Regions from separate parts of the Sus scrofa genome. Here region 1 is linked to region 2. The links are chromatin contacts, called in public Hi-C maps. All regions are on one chromosome and are shown on one strand. Each heading gives the region's core, a stretch centred on a gene start, on an enhancer-like site or on the middle of the called end of the contact. The rest is flanking DNA. Distances are from core to core; before and after follow the strand shown. Region 1 overlaps SMYD3 (SET and MYND domain containing 3). Region 2 holds the start of KIF26B (kinesin-like protein KIF26B).

Region 1 (6,818 bases), core at 2,541-5,040, 1.1 Mb after region 2:
GTTACATCTAGCTTTATGAACCTGACAAATGTCTTGCCCCAAAGATATGGAATATATATTTCATACTTAATAATGCAAAATTCGCTTTGAAACTTTTTGTCAGAATATTTGCCTGCCTCTTAAGGATGAAATAGAGATATATTAAAATATATTTGCATAGCCTGAATATAGATCCGCCTAGAGAGCCAGCTGAGTATATGCTTGGTCAAAAGGAAAAGAAGAGGCACAATTATAAATATAACCTAAGTAATCTACAAAGCTAATAATCCTATGTTAATGTATGGATTACAGTTTTCTCAATTGATAAAATACCTATAAATCTATATTCTTAGCCCACTTCTAAAAATAGAAAAATATATGGTTTATGTTATTTCATTATTCCTAGCCCATAGCAAATTCCTAAAATCTGACATGAAGAATGCTCTGGGGAAACATTTCAAATTTCCATCTAAGCATATTCAACAATATACTTCTCAAATGCCAGCAAACTGTTCTTGGCATAAAGGAGCAGAGAGGTCTTATCAGAAAATAAGGCTTTTAAGACATCCTTAATTCTCCCCACTATCCAACTAGACATTATGCCTATCTATCCTCGGACCACTTTTTGCATCGATCTTACAACCCTTGAGATAGTCTTCCTGGAATGTAACCGATGAGGAGAGGCTCCGCCGTAGGTATCTGAGCAGAGTCCTGTGCTCAGTGATACTAGCTAAACTGAAAGCAGGCTTTTGGTCAACCCCGATCTCAGTTTCACATTTCAACAGACTTCTACTCTCACACCTGGCCTGAGGTTCTCCATCTTTCTTCTGTCAGCCCCTAAAGAATCAATGTCGTTTCTGGCTTTTTCTATGGACAATAAGAGAGGACCCCTATGTTCACCATTCCCGGGTGTGGGTTGTGTAAATGATACACACGCAGATTTCTCTCCAGACTTCTTTTGGTTTTTGGAAGACCCCCTGATTCCCTATCATCTCTGACATATTTTACCAGGGTATCAAGTATCAATTGGGAATCATAGCATCTTTAATAAAATGGTCCAAGCTCTAATTAACATTACCATTAACCTGATAACTTGATTAATCTGAAGGAGCTGAAGAATTTATAAGTTCTCATTACTAGGTCCATCGAGACCAGCAAGTGTATGGGCCTGAACCTAATTAACAAAATCTTCCTTTTGTCTATCCCACTCTATCCCACCAATCTAAAGTGACCCTTTGAGGCCCAGGGTTACATCCTATCTCCTTCCTGAAGTCTCGCAGTTTCCTCTGCTTACTTGTTGATTGATGTCATCGCTTGTTCCAGATCTGCCACTACACTTAGTAGATATATTAATAACATAACTATAACCTATACTAGCAACTCAATTAATACTGAATTGAATGACTTCTATGTCATCACTGAAAGAATTAGTTCGGGAGTTCCCGATGTGGTGCAATGGGATCAGTGGCGTCTCTGTAGCGCCAGGACACAGGTTCAATTCCCAGCCCAGCACAGTGGGTTAAAGGATCCAGTGTTGCCAAAGCTGCAGCATAGGTTACAACTGCAGCTTGGATCTGATCCCTGGCCTGGGAACTCCACATGCCGCAGGATAGCTCCCCCTCCAAAAAATAGAATAGTTTAATATTGTAATGGTGATATTACATTCTCACTTTCTACATCAGGAAACTGAGGTTCATAAATTAAATAATTGGGACAAGGGATGGAGCCAGAATTAGAATCTAGATCTAATTTATAAATTCGCATTTTTCTCCCATACGACTGTATGACTCTTGCATTTACTGTGTCAAGTGTTATTCTTAAATGACACTATTGGGGTTGGCTTAACATTTCTAATACATTACTTGTAAAATTGAATCCTGATATAAGCAGAGAGCAGGGGAGAAGGGCTGAGACAGAAGCTACTGGCTCTCTGTTCTGTCAGAGATGCTTTAGGTCATGTTCTCATGACGTGTGATTGGCTCTCAGGCTGCCTATATCTATGGCGAGGGATTTTATTCCACAGGGATTATGGCTAGTCAATAAAATCTCGATGAATCTTGCCTGGACAGAAGAACTCCCAGCCTGAATCAGTGAAAATCCTGAGTTGTAGAATTTTTAAAATGTTACTGTATTGCTTTCAATTATATGCAGTAATTTAGAAACAAGAAACAAGAAATAGGAGTTCCCGTCATGGCTCAGTGGTTAACAAATCCGACTAGGAACCACGAGGTTGCGGGTTCGATCCCTGCCCTTGCTCAGTGGGTTAACGATCCGGTGTTGCCATGAGCTGTGGTGGCTTGGATCCAGCGTTGCTGTGGCTCTGGCATAGGCCGGCGGCTACAGCTCTGATTCGACCCCTAGCTTGGGAACCCCCATATGCCGTGGGAGCGGCCCAAGAAAATGGCAATAAATAAATAAAACAAGAAATAATCATGTGCATAGTGGTTTGAAGCAAGAGCCCTGAATACTGGCTTTGAATGTCCATATGCTCACATCAGTGTTTCATGTTATACAACTGTGTTCTTTCTAGAAAAGTCAGGAATTGTTACACGCCCAGATGCGAAACTGAAAACAGCTATTGGACTCAGAGAACTGTAAAATAAGTACGTATTGTTTTAAGCCACTAAGTTGGTGGCAATCTATCACACAACAGAAAACCCATATAGACAGAAAAGGAAATACTTCAATGCTTAAAAAGAAAAAACTTAATGCAGCCAAGAAAATAGCCTGTTTGAGACACAAGTGTGAGGCAGAGCCACCTGCCTGCTGTCCAAACCACAGAGCCCCTTGGTAATTCAATGAGTACTGCTGCCCTGGGTTCCCTTGCTCACACCGCACCAGCCCTTCATCTCCAAGCCCTAAAGTGTAACCACAGATGCATCACAGACCTCACAACCGTCCCTATGAGCACCGCAGGCAGCGTGTTACCTACTGGACTTTCAGGTGGTGCCCTGGTCCCTTCTGGGGAGAACTATACTCTTGTGGCTCTAAGTGGCCCTAGTGGACATGGCTCAAGACAATCCTATGGGAGCCATGAAAGCCAGGATGGGAGATTGCTGTGACCTGCCTGCTGTCTAGACCACTGTGACCAGTCCTTATGAACAGGAGGTTCTTTTTTTTCTTTTGTTTCTTTCTTTCTTTCTTTCTTTTTTTGCTTTTTAGGGCCACACTTGCAGCATATGGAAGTTCCCAGGTTAGGGCTGAATCGGAGCTATGACTGCCACCACAGCCACAGCCACAGCAACACCAGGTCCAGGCCGCATGTGTGACCTACACCACACCACACGGTAACACCAGATCCTTAACCCACTGAGCAAGGCCAGAGATCGAACCTACATCCTCATGGATCCTAATCAGGTTTGTTACCACTGGGCCACAATGGAAACTCGGGCATGGGATTCTAGTCCACGACCGAAGAAAGAGAGTACAAGAAAAGGCAGGCTCTCTAATTTTGATAATATATTTAGCATTAAACCCAAATATGCAGAATAGTGAACAAGCAAACCCACAGTATGGAGAGAAACAAGATGGTGTGGTATCATGGAAAAAGAACAATATAAAAAGTCTGAACTGCTCTGCCGGCAACAGTCCTGCCCATGATGCATCTTATAGCCTTGTATAAAACAGAGGCTACTGGAGTTTCCTCGTGGCGCAGAGGAAATGAATCTGACTAGTGTCCACAAGAATGCAGGTTCCATCCCTGGCCTCGCTCAGTGGGTTAAGGATCCGGGGTTGCTGTGAGCTGTGGTGTAGGCTGGTGGCTATCACTCCTATCTGACCCTTAGCCTGGGAGCTCCCATATGCTGTGAGCTACGACTGCCACCACAGCCACAGCCACAGCAACACCAGGTCCAGGCCACATGTGTGACCTACACCACAGCACACGGTAACACCAGATTAAATAGATACATAAATAAACCACATTAAATGAAGGCTATGACCCTTCAGGTGTTTTCCAGGTCTAACAGTCTACCATTCTTCAGTCTTAACACAAAAATACTTGGTTCAACAACTATAGTAACAAAGAGCTACCCCCTTACGAAAAAGTGGACTAAGACACCAAGAAAACAACTATTCTGTCTGATAAGAGTACTTATTCTCAGTAACTAAGAATAGCAGGCAGGGCTGAGTTTTAGCACATACTGTATTCCCAGCATTTGAGAGCCTAGTCTTATAAATGTCAACCTCATGTATCTAGGTGGCAAAGATAAGGCCATTCAAATCCTTCAGCTAATATGTATGTATATTAATTAATATATACTCATATAATTAACATTAATAATTTATAATATTTCTATATTATACCACTGAAATTATATAATTATATAAAATATATTTGACAAATATATAAATATATTAAGTATATTTATATGTATATATAATATAGTATATATACTAAAATATATAATTGAATTATTACTAAAATATAAAACATATAATTACTTTATGTTGTATACTAAAATATATAATTATAATTGTTATAACATAATTATAACATAATATAAATAATTATAATTATAATGATTACTAAAATATAAAAATATTTAATTATTTTACTATATTTTATATACTAAAATATCTAATTATAATTATGTTATAACATAATTATATATATAAAATGATATTAATTATATATTCCTTTGTTATTTGACTTGAAGTTTAGTGTCCAAAAGTAATCATTTCATGTAAAATTTCTTATTATAAATTTAACTCCACGAAATACTGACATTTCAAATACAAGTTATGACTAGGGCTGGTTTATCTTTATAGCCAGCCAGCCAAACAATAGGCATAAATTATGCCTATATTATGTAAGAAAGCCTACCAAGGAGCTAAGACCAAAGGAATGCACATGGTATCTCCAAGCTTCTTCTAGCGCATGTCAACACCAAACAGCCAGTGAGGAAAAATAACTTTGGCTGAAAAGTCCTATTCTGCATATGAGAAAAAAGAGAGCTAAGCCACCTACTGTCCATAGCTTATCTTCTATCACTAGAAGTCTTTATCGTTCATTAAAAATAGTTACATAGTTCTACCTAAATTTTTGGAAATTCTCTGCGATAGCTTGAAATTGAAAATCTTATATCTGGACTGTACATTTCAGTTTCCATTCTCAGTCCAGTTTACAGAGAGGTGAGAAGTACTGTGCTCGCAACTTACACTGGTATTAAACTGACCCCTGCTGGCCTCATCTTTTCCGTATGTGCATTTATCCTATGCTACAACACTCAACTGCATCCTATAGATGAAACTGCATTTGATCAGATTCCCAAAACAAAAATATGACATAGGAGAGAGTTCCCATTGTAGCTCAGTGGTAACGAACCCGACTAGTATCCATGAGGATGCAGGTTCAATCCCTGGCCTCCATCAGTGGGTTAAGGCATTGTCGTGAGCTGTGGTGTAGGTCAAAAATGTGGCTTAGATCTGGTGTTGCTGTGGCTGTGTCATACAGGGCAGTAGCAGCTCCAACTCCCTAGCCTGGGAACCTCCATATGCCACAGGTGTGAACCAATAAAGAAAAAAAAAGACATAGGAAAAAGATGACTATTCATCTGCCCATGGAAAGATGCTGTCTTCAATCTGGCTACCTTATTTGCAAAGACTTTACTAAAATCACCCTAGTATTCCATAGAAGTGTTTCCTAGAATCTATAGATTTATTCTACAAATTCACTCAACAAACATTTACAGATTTCTGAAAGAACAGAGAAAAACAGAAATGCTTAGGATTACATATGGCACTGCCCTCCAGGTACTCACAGACTCTTACCAGTCACTAAAAAGGTACAACTGGGAATTAGATTCTAGCATGTGATTGGATACCACAAAGGTGAGAAGGAAGCAGGGCTAAGATAAGAGTTGGTGGTACAGCCTTGCCTGCATCAAGGGCCTCAATTAACTTAGGATTCTTGACTGAACAAGCCCAAGAAAATTTTATCTCCTTCTTCAAGAACACATTATACTTTATAGGTAATAATGACTGCCGTTTATGAATGATTGCCTAGTGCCCACGGCTGTGGCGAGGGGCTTTTCAGACAGTAGAGCATTCGCTTCACTTGATAACTCTATGAAATACGTTTTTTTTTGTCTTTTTGCTATTTCTTGGGCCGCTCCCGCGGCATATGGAGGTTCCCAGGCTAGGGGTCTCATCGGAGCTGTAGCCACCAGCCTACGCCGGAGCCACAGCAACGCGGGATCCGAGCCACGCCTGTAACCTACACCACAGCTCAGGGCAACGCTGGATCCTTAACCCACTGAGCAAGGCCAGGGATCGAACCCGCAACCTCATGGTTCCTAGTCGGATTCGTTAACCACTGAGCCACGACGGGAACTCCTGAAATATGTATTTTTATGCTTATGCTTAGTTCATGGATGAGAAAAGCTCTGTATACAACACTACGATGTTTTTCTTTTAAACAAATTATTTCTTCCCTACAAGAAATGTGCATCTTTAGCACGGGCGATTATATTTTCGTCATTTTTGTATCCCCAGAATCTGGCACATCCCCAGGACTTGGCATGTAGTATGTACTCAAAAAATGTCTGTATCATATATGAATGAGGTCATACTGAACATATATGGCTTCTCAATGCATACTATGCGCATGACTTGTGCTTAAGCACTGAGCAAGTCGTAGAGAAAAAAAAGAAGAGGAAGAAGTTTAGATTCATGAACACAGACACCCATACTTCATGCTATGGCAAGAAAAGGAGAAATTCCCACGACATGAGTTAAACAGAATGCTATGGAAAACAGCTTAACACTATCCAGTTAAAAACCAAAGAGAAAAGGACCCCAACATCAGAAGATGATGACATCACAGGTGCTGGACTTTA
Region 2 (7,320 bases), core at 2,216-4,715:
TGAGGTATCGATAATGAGAAAGCTAAGCTGTGTTTTCTAAAAGTATAAAAGTCCCGTGAAACACTTCCAAAGAAGTTATATCTGTTTTGTAAATAAACAACAAGGAATATGGAATAAGAACTTCATTCTTAGCCAGGTCATGTACCTTAACGTTTTTGCTTGTTTGTTTGCAGTTTGTACTTATGGCTATGGCAGGGAGAGAGTTTTTCACCCAGGGATATCAATGGAGTAAATAAATTGCTACTTATAGATGCTCTGGACCTTTGGAAGCTAGCATGGAATTTTTTTCATTCATAAAATGAGTGGGGTTTTTTGTTTTGTTTTTAAATTACAGTTGATTTACAGTGTTATGTCAATTTCTGTTGTTATAGCATAGTGACCCATGTATGTGTGTAAATATGTGTGTGTATGTATGTACATATATATATATACACACACACACATTCTTTTAGTTTGTCTAAATCTTGAAATAATCCCATTAACATCCTCAAATATGAAGATGTGAGAAATACACACGCACACTTCATTTTATTGTGTTTCAGTTATAATGCATTTTGCCATATATTGAAGGTGTGTAGCCTTGCGCTGTCAGATGATGCATTTTTTTTTACAATAAAGAATTTTTTTTTTTTTGGAGTTCCCATCGTGGCGCAGCAGAAATGAATCCAACTAGGAACCATGAGGTTGCGAATTCGATCCCTGGCCTTACTCAGTGGGTTAAGGATCCGGCCTTGCTGTGAGCTGTGATGTAGGTTGCAGACGTGGCTTGGATCTGGCATTGCTGTGGCTGTGGTGTAGTCTGGCAGCTGCAGCTCAGATTAGATCCCTAGCCTGGGCACCTCCATATGCCATGAGTGTGGCCCTAAAAAAGACAAAAAAGAAAAAAAAATTTTTTTTTTCTTTTTTGGCTCTGCCCATGGCATGTGGAAGTTCCCAGGCCAGGGATTAAACCTCTGTCATAGCAGTGACAATGCCAGATCCTTAACCCACTGAGCCACCAGAGAACTCCACAATAAAGTATTTCTGAAGTAAGAAATGTACGTATTTTAGACATGATGCTACTGCACACTTCATAGACTATGGTGTAAACATAACTTTCATATGCATTGAGAAACCAAAATATTCCTGTGACTCACTTTATTGTGATATTTGCTTTATTGCAGTGGTCTGGAACTGAACTGATTTCTATCTATCAATGAAGGGTTGGGCTGCATTGTTAGAAAACTTCAGTTAGAAGATCAAATTATGGCTCATTTCTTTAAAGACTAACTCTTTAGGCTACTAACTTACAGAATAAAAACCCTTGAGATACCAAGAATTCTAAAAACCTAAGCTTACCTTGAAAAAGCCACCATAAAGCTAAAATTATGGGGTGCTTTATATACAATTAAATTTGCCAAAGAAAACAATTACAAGCTTGGCGACAACAATAACACAAACCTATTTAAAGTTGTTGGAGAGTGGCCAAAATAGGCAGAGACTAGCAGGGAGTCAAGGATTTTTCAGTCCTTGAAAGGAGTGACATGGGTTTTTTTCACTTTTTTTTTTTCTTTTCAGGGTCACATATGGAAGTTCTCAGGCTAGGGGTCAAATAAAAGCTGCCTCTGTCAGTCACAGCCACAGCCACACCAGGTTTGAGCTGCATCTATGACCTACACCAGAGATCATGGCACCACTGGATCCTTAACCCACTGAGGAAGGCCAGGGATCAAACCATGTCCTCATGGATATGAGTCAGGTTCATTACCACTGAGCCATGATGGGAACTCCCGACATGTTTTTTTCCAGTCCGCTGGGCATGCTGGCTATAATTCAAGATGAAAACTTACTGGTTTGAGGCATTACATGGTAGAGTTCAGGGCTGTAGCTGGAAAGGGAGGAGAAAAACCCTGGAAAGGAGAGAGCCAGCATGAGGCAGCCCTAATATCCATGTTCAATTTCCCTCAAATCATAGGCTTATACTTTTGGATTTTGCATACATGGAACACAAAGTCCTGGGGTAAGAGTATTTAGAAGTGAAAGACTTGAGCAGAGATTTCAGCTGCTATTCCTATAGGGGAGCAGAGCTTAGAATTTTAAGTTCTAAGTTAGAGGGGCCTGGCAAACATTTCAGACTTGTCATTGAAAATCCAGAAGGCCCATACTTTAGGGATAAAGAACAAGTTCCAGGACTAAGGAATTTTTTTCTGAGATCTAAGGGAAAAACATAAATAGAACTGCTCTAACAAAGCATAAAGCCAAGCCTCTGCAAGTTTAAGGTGACCCAAAACTAACTTCACTGCCTGCTGGAACAAAATCAATACTCTTCAAAAGAAGAGAACAGAATCTAGTGTCTCTATGATGTAATATCCACAGTATTTAGCATGTAGGTAACATTTACTGGATATGATAAGAAACAGAAAGATGTGATTCCCAATCAAGAGAAAAATCAGTTAGTAGAAAGTGACCTCCAGATGAGTCAGATGTTGGAATGTGCAGACAAGAAATTTAAAGCTGTCATTATAACTGTGTTCACTGATTGAAAGGAAAAAGAAACAGAAAAATGGTAAAATATATAAATACGTGTGTGTGTGTGTATATATATATAGTGAGAGAAAAGTACACTATCGTATGCTATCTGAATGAATTTATTGGAAAGGCTTGATGGAGACTGGAGACAGCAGAACTAAAGGTCAGTGAAATTAATAAAGGATCAGTGCAATCTGAAGAATAAAGGGGCAAAGATCGAAATAATTAACAGAGCCTCAGTAACTTATGGGATAATTCAAAGAGCATAAAAATATGCATGTAATTAGAGTCCCAGAAAGTGAGAATGGAGCAGGGGAAAAAAATTGAATAAATCATGGCTGTAATTTCCTCAAAGTTGGTGAAAAACTTAAGATCAAGCCACAGGTCCTAGAATTCAAACCACAAGCAGGATAAAAACATAAGAGAACCACATCCAGGAGCATCATAGCCAAATTGCTGAAAACCAATGGCAAAGAGAAAGATCCTCAAAGCATCCGGAGAAAAAGGACCCATCGTAAAGAGGGATTTCCCCTGAGAATTAATTTTGCCCTCTAATCAGAAGCAAGGAAGGCCAGAAGTCAAAGAGTGACATCTTTTCTTTTCTTTCTTTCCTTTTTTTTTTTTTGCTTTTTAGGGTCACACCCATGGCATATGGAAGTTTCTAGACTAAGGGTCGAACTGGAGCTGTGGCTGCCGGCCTACATCTCCGCCCTGGCAATGCCAGATCCAAGCCATGTCTGTGACCTACACTGCAGCTCACAGCAATGCCAGATCCTTAACCTACTGACGGGGCAAGGGATCAAACCCACATCCTCATGGATACTAGTCTGGTGTGTTATTGCTGAGCCACAATGGGAACTCCAATGAGTGACATCTTTAAAGGGTGGAAAGAAAAACAACTGTCAACCAAGAATTCGACATCCAGTTAAACTATTCTTCAAACACAAAGGTGACATTAAGACATTTTCAGATAAGCAGAAGCTGAGAGAATCTGTTGCCAGGAGCCCCTCAGTACAAGAAATGCTAAAGGAAGTTTTTCAGTCGGAAAGGAAATGACTCACTTGGAAAGTTGGCTCTATAGGAAAATAATGAAAAGTCCCTTAAATGGTAAAATTAGGTAAGTATAAAAAAACCTTACACATTTAAAACATTCCAGTTTCACTAAAAACATATTTTTAAAAGTAAAATTGGCAGGATTGTATTCTGGGTTTTATAGTGTTTGTAGATTATGAAGTATATCAAAATAGTAGCACAAAGGAGGGAGGCGAAATTATACAGTTGCAGGGTTATTACATTTTAGGTAAAGCGGCACAAAGTTAACCCTAAGTGGCCCATGATAAGTTAAAGATGCATATTATAATCCTTAAAGCTAAAAGGCCAACAGAAGGATGAAATCACAGAGGAACGAAAACTCAGTACACAGTAAACAGATCCGTACTCGCAGCAACATGAAGCTCAAAAACCTCAAACACAGAAGGCTACAGACTGCACTGATTTTATCAATTAAAACTTCAAGATCAGGCAAAACTAATTTATGGTGATTGAGCTGTGGTTGGGTATGAGGGCCAGGGATCACCTGGAAAAAGACAGGAAAGAACTTTCTGGAGCGATGGAAATCTACACCTTGATTGAAGTGGTGGCTTACTTGGGAGCGTACATTTGTCAAAATGAATACAATTGTATACCTAAAATTCGTGCATTTCACGGATTTTGGGTATACAATTTTACGTCCATTCTTAAAAAACCTCAAATCAAACCCTCTTGCAGGGCCTCCGATTGTCAACTTCGATCAACAGAGGGCGCTCCGAGCTCACCAAACACCCTTCGGAGCCCCAGCTACTTTGGGATGCAAATCAGACCACCTCTGGCCTTCTCGGTCTCCAAGGTGAATCTCGCAGCTCCCCTATGCTCTCGACACCTCACGTGCCCCCCCCCCGGGGGGGGGGCTTCACTGGCGCGTCCATTTCACCTGGCACACACGCTGCTTTTCTGCAGATGAGCAGCGCGGAGCTAATGGCTGTGCTATTTTCCGCGGCACCTCGGCGGAATTCAGAGGTGGGGAACGCTGCTCAGAGGTGCACCTGGCCCCTCAGGTCTGCTCTTGATATGATCACTTTTAAATAGGAACTAGGAACGTAATGGGAACTTCCACACTATTATCGACATCTATGTTTTGACCTTCTTGCTTCGCCTTGGTGGCTGTGAAATATTCCCACGCAAGGGCTGCAGAGGGAGGGGTGGCTAGGTGTCAGCGCGGGGGAAGCAAGGAAGGAATTTTCCTGAGAAAGGCAAGCTGTCGGGGGCGTTGCCCCAGGGATCCAGCACCCTAGAATGTTGTCTTCCGGTCCCCTCCATACCTCAGAGGGAAACTGGAGAGTGGAAAACCCCAAGCATCCTTTGCGCCCTCGCCTACCCCCTCGGCCTGGTCCCTCGCCGGCGCAGAGATGCCATTACACCTCACGTGATCCCCACACCCGGCCGTGCTTCAAGAGGCGTCTCGCGGGGTGTTAATTAAAGGTCACAACAAAACAGACCTGCCGGCTCACCAGAAGAAATGTCCTCCAGGGATGAAAAATGACACCCTGGAGCAGCTCTATGTGGAGCCCGGCGTATGCTGGCTTCTTGCGCTCGGGGCGCTGCGCCGGGGGCCAAGGAGGGACCGAGGAGGGCTACGACCGTGTGCTCCCGGCCCCTGCGCGCTGGAAGACGAGAAGAGGAGGGCCGAGCGGACCCCGGGGCCAAGGCGAGGCCAAGGCCAGCTCGCTCACACCCCCTTTCAGGCCCGCGCCGTCCGTGCTGCGCGTGTGCAGCGTGGCTAGTCCCTCAGTTTCCCTGGCCAGCAGCAGCCCGCTTGCACCCCGGGCTCGCGCATCCCAGCCCTGGGCGGCTGGCCAGGCACGCGCACACCGGGGGCGCGAGCGGGCGGGGGGCGAAGGCCCCATTTTCCCGCTGCACTTGGGAGGGTGGTCCCCTGGCCGGCCGGGCTTGGTAGGGCAATTCCAGAAAAGGTTTGCAGGGCAGGTCTAGGAGAACAAAGGGCGGGGGGAGGACCCGGCATATTTGTGGACTTGTTTGTGACTCAATCCCTCTTGCACGGCGTTTCAAAGGCAGAACTGCAAGCCTTGCCAGGAAGAGAAAGAACTTGGGGGCGGGGAGGCTCGGGTGCATTTCTGTCCCGTCGCGCTCGCTCTGCGCTGCCCCCAGCTCCATGCAGTACTGTTTCATTAGAGCCCTGGACCCCGGCTCACCAGCAACTTCCCCCCCAGCCGGCAAGATTTACAACCCCTCCTCCCCCGGCTCTTCGCCTCGCAATGTCAGGCAGGAGCGCCGCAGCATAAAATGGATCCCGGCCGGCGTGGCGGCGGCAGCCAGGCGGCTGGCTCCCCGGCGGGGCCGCTGTTGGTGAGTCTCCGCGCTGCGCCCCGGCGCACACGCGCTCGCTGACCACGGACGGCAGCCGGGCCACGCCGCGCCCCTCTCTGCCCTCGCGCAACTGTCAGGCAAAACGAGCCGGCGGATATTGGCTCCTGGACGCGCCGAGGCTCCTCCCCATCTGGATCTTTATATTTTGGGAGAATTTCTTTGAACTCAGTTACCAAGCTCCGCGAAGGAGACAAGTTCCCATAGCCTGCTCGCCCGCGAAGGCGAGACGGGGGCTCGCCCATCTCCTGTGCAGCTGCTGTGTGCCCCGATTGTGCTCTTCTTTTCCGTCGTGGAGGAAAAGGACTCACTAGGCTAAGGAAAATGCCAGTTATCTGGATGTGACCGTGAAAAGACAACGTGTGAGACCGGAGGAGGCAGAAGAGGAGGAAGAGCATTATTTGAAGAGAAGAATAAACCAGGCACTCCAACCCTTCTGCAAATTAGTGTTGTTACTTCTGGGGTCCCTCTGCTTTTATCCCTCCCCGCCCCCAAGAAATCTTGACTCGAGGGCCAAGAGACAGACCCCGACGACTGGGCACCCTTCTGGGTTGGAAGACCTTTTGGATGTAGCGTTGGTGGAACATTTAGACCCTCGCTTCTGGAAAAGCCACCATGAATTCGGTAGCTGGGAATAAAGAGAGGCTTGCAGTCTCCACCAGGGGCAAGAAATACGGGGTAAGTTTTGACGGTATAAGGCGGAGACGCGTTATCTGCCTCATCCCAGCCCGAGTCCCCCTTCCTGGGTGACGAGCGGCCGGGGCAGGGCGGTCGGGGGCTCTCCTCCCGCTGCAGAGGCGCCTCGGCCCGGCCCTCCCGGCGTGCACGCGGAGGCGGGTCTGCCCGCGAGGACGCCGGCATGCTCCCCTTGCCCTCGGAATTTTTGCAGCCTTCTCGTTCTTTCCCTTTCCCACATCCCTAACTTTTGCAGCATTCCTGCACGTCCAAGGAGAGTTAAGCTGAATGAGAGGGTTTTGCATGAATTCTCTGTCGTTCTTAGGGATCGTTTTCCCGGAGCCAGGAGAACCTTTCATTTTACCTTCAGGATCAGGAGGGCTGTATCCTGAATGAATACAAATCCAGAAGTCACCCCCCACCCCCACTGATCCCTACCCCAGCATCTTCCAGGATCTTAAACGTGGGCTCCTGCTGGGCTGAGTGCTGGGTTCAAAAGCGCGGGGAGCTGAATCTGGTGGGCTCTCCTGCAGAAACCATTGAAAACCCATGAGCGAGTGAGTCCCTCTCCTCCTGATCCCAGCGCCCGGGAGCACCTGGGCGGCGGGGATTCACTTAAAGGCAATTAACCAGACAGGTGGAGGCAGTTTTGGCCGCAGGGCTCGGAGCGGACCCGAAGGCGCGGAACGCGCAGATCCTGCGGCGGGCGAGAGGGCG

The links. A called contact is a pair of places that touch in the nucleus more often than the background predicts.
Region 1: a contact with region 2 is called in a Hi-C map of heart right ventricle, with 8 times the contacts expected there. The contact joins the enhancer-like site here to the promoter of KIF26B in region 2. A contact is called at or near these places in 4 of 47 Hi-C or Micro-C datasets (embryonic fibroblasts, fetal heart ventricle, heart right ventricle and 1 more).

Annotation. Positions count from the first base shown.
Region 1 is chr10:18,775,746-18,782,563 of Sscrofa11.1, forward strand. All of the region lies in intron 5 of SMYD3 (SET and MYND domain containing 3), which reads right to left. Among named protein-coding and RNA genes, the nearest start is that of SMYD3, 240 kb to the right of the region's middle. Within about 2 kb of position 3,791, at least 1 of the 83 cell types and tissues checked has an H3K27ac peak or open chromatin away from gene starts, as enhancers often do.
Region 2 is chr10:17,704,900-17,712,219 of Sscrofa11.1, forward strand. It overlaps KIF26B (kinesin-like protein KIF26B), which reads left to right and starts at 3,466. Exons shown (of 16, transcript XM_021064466.1): 1 at 3,466-3,625; 2 at 4,276-6,606. The coding sequence starts at 6,544.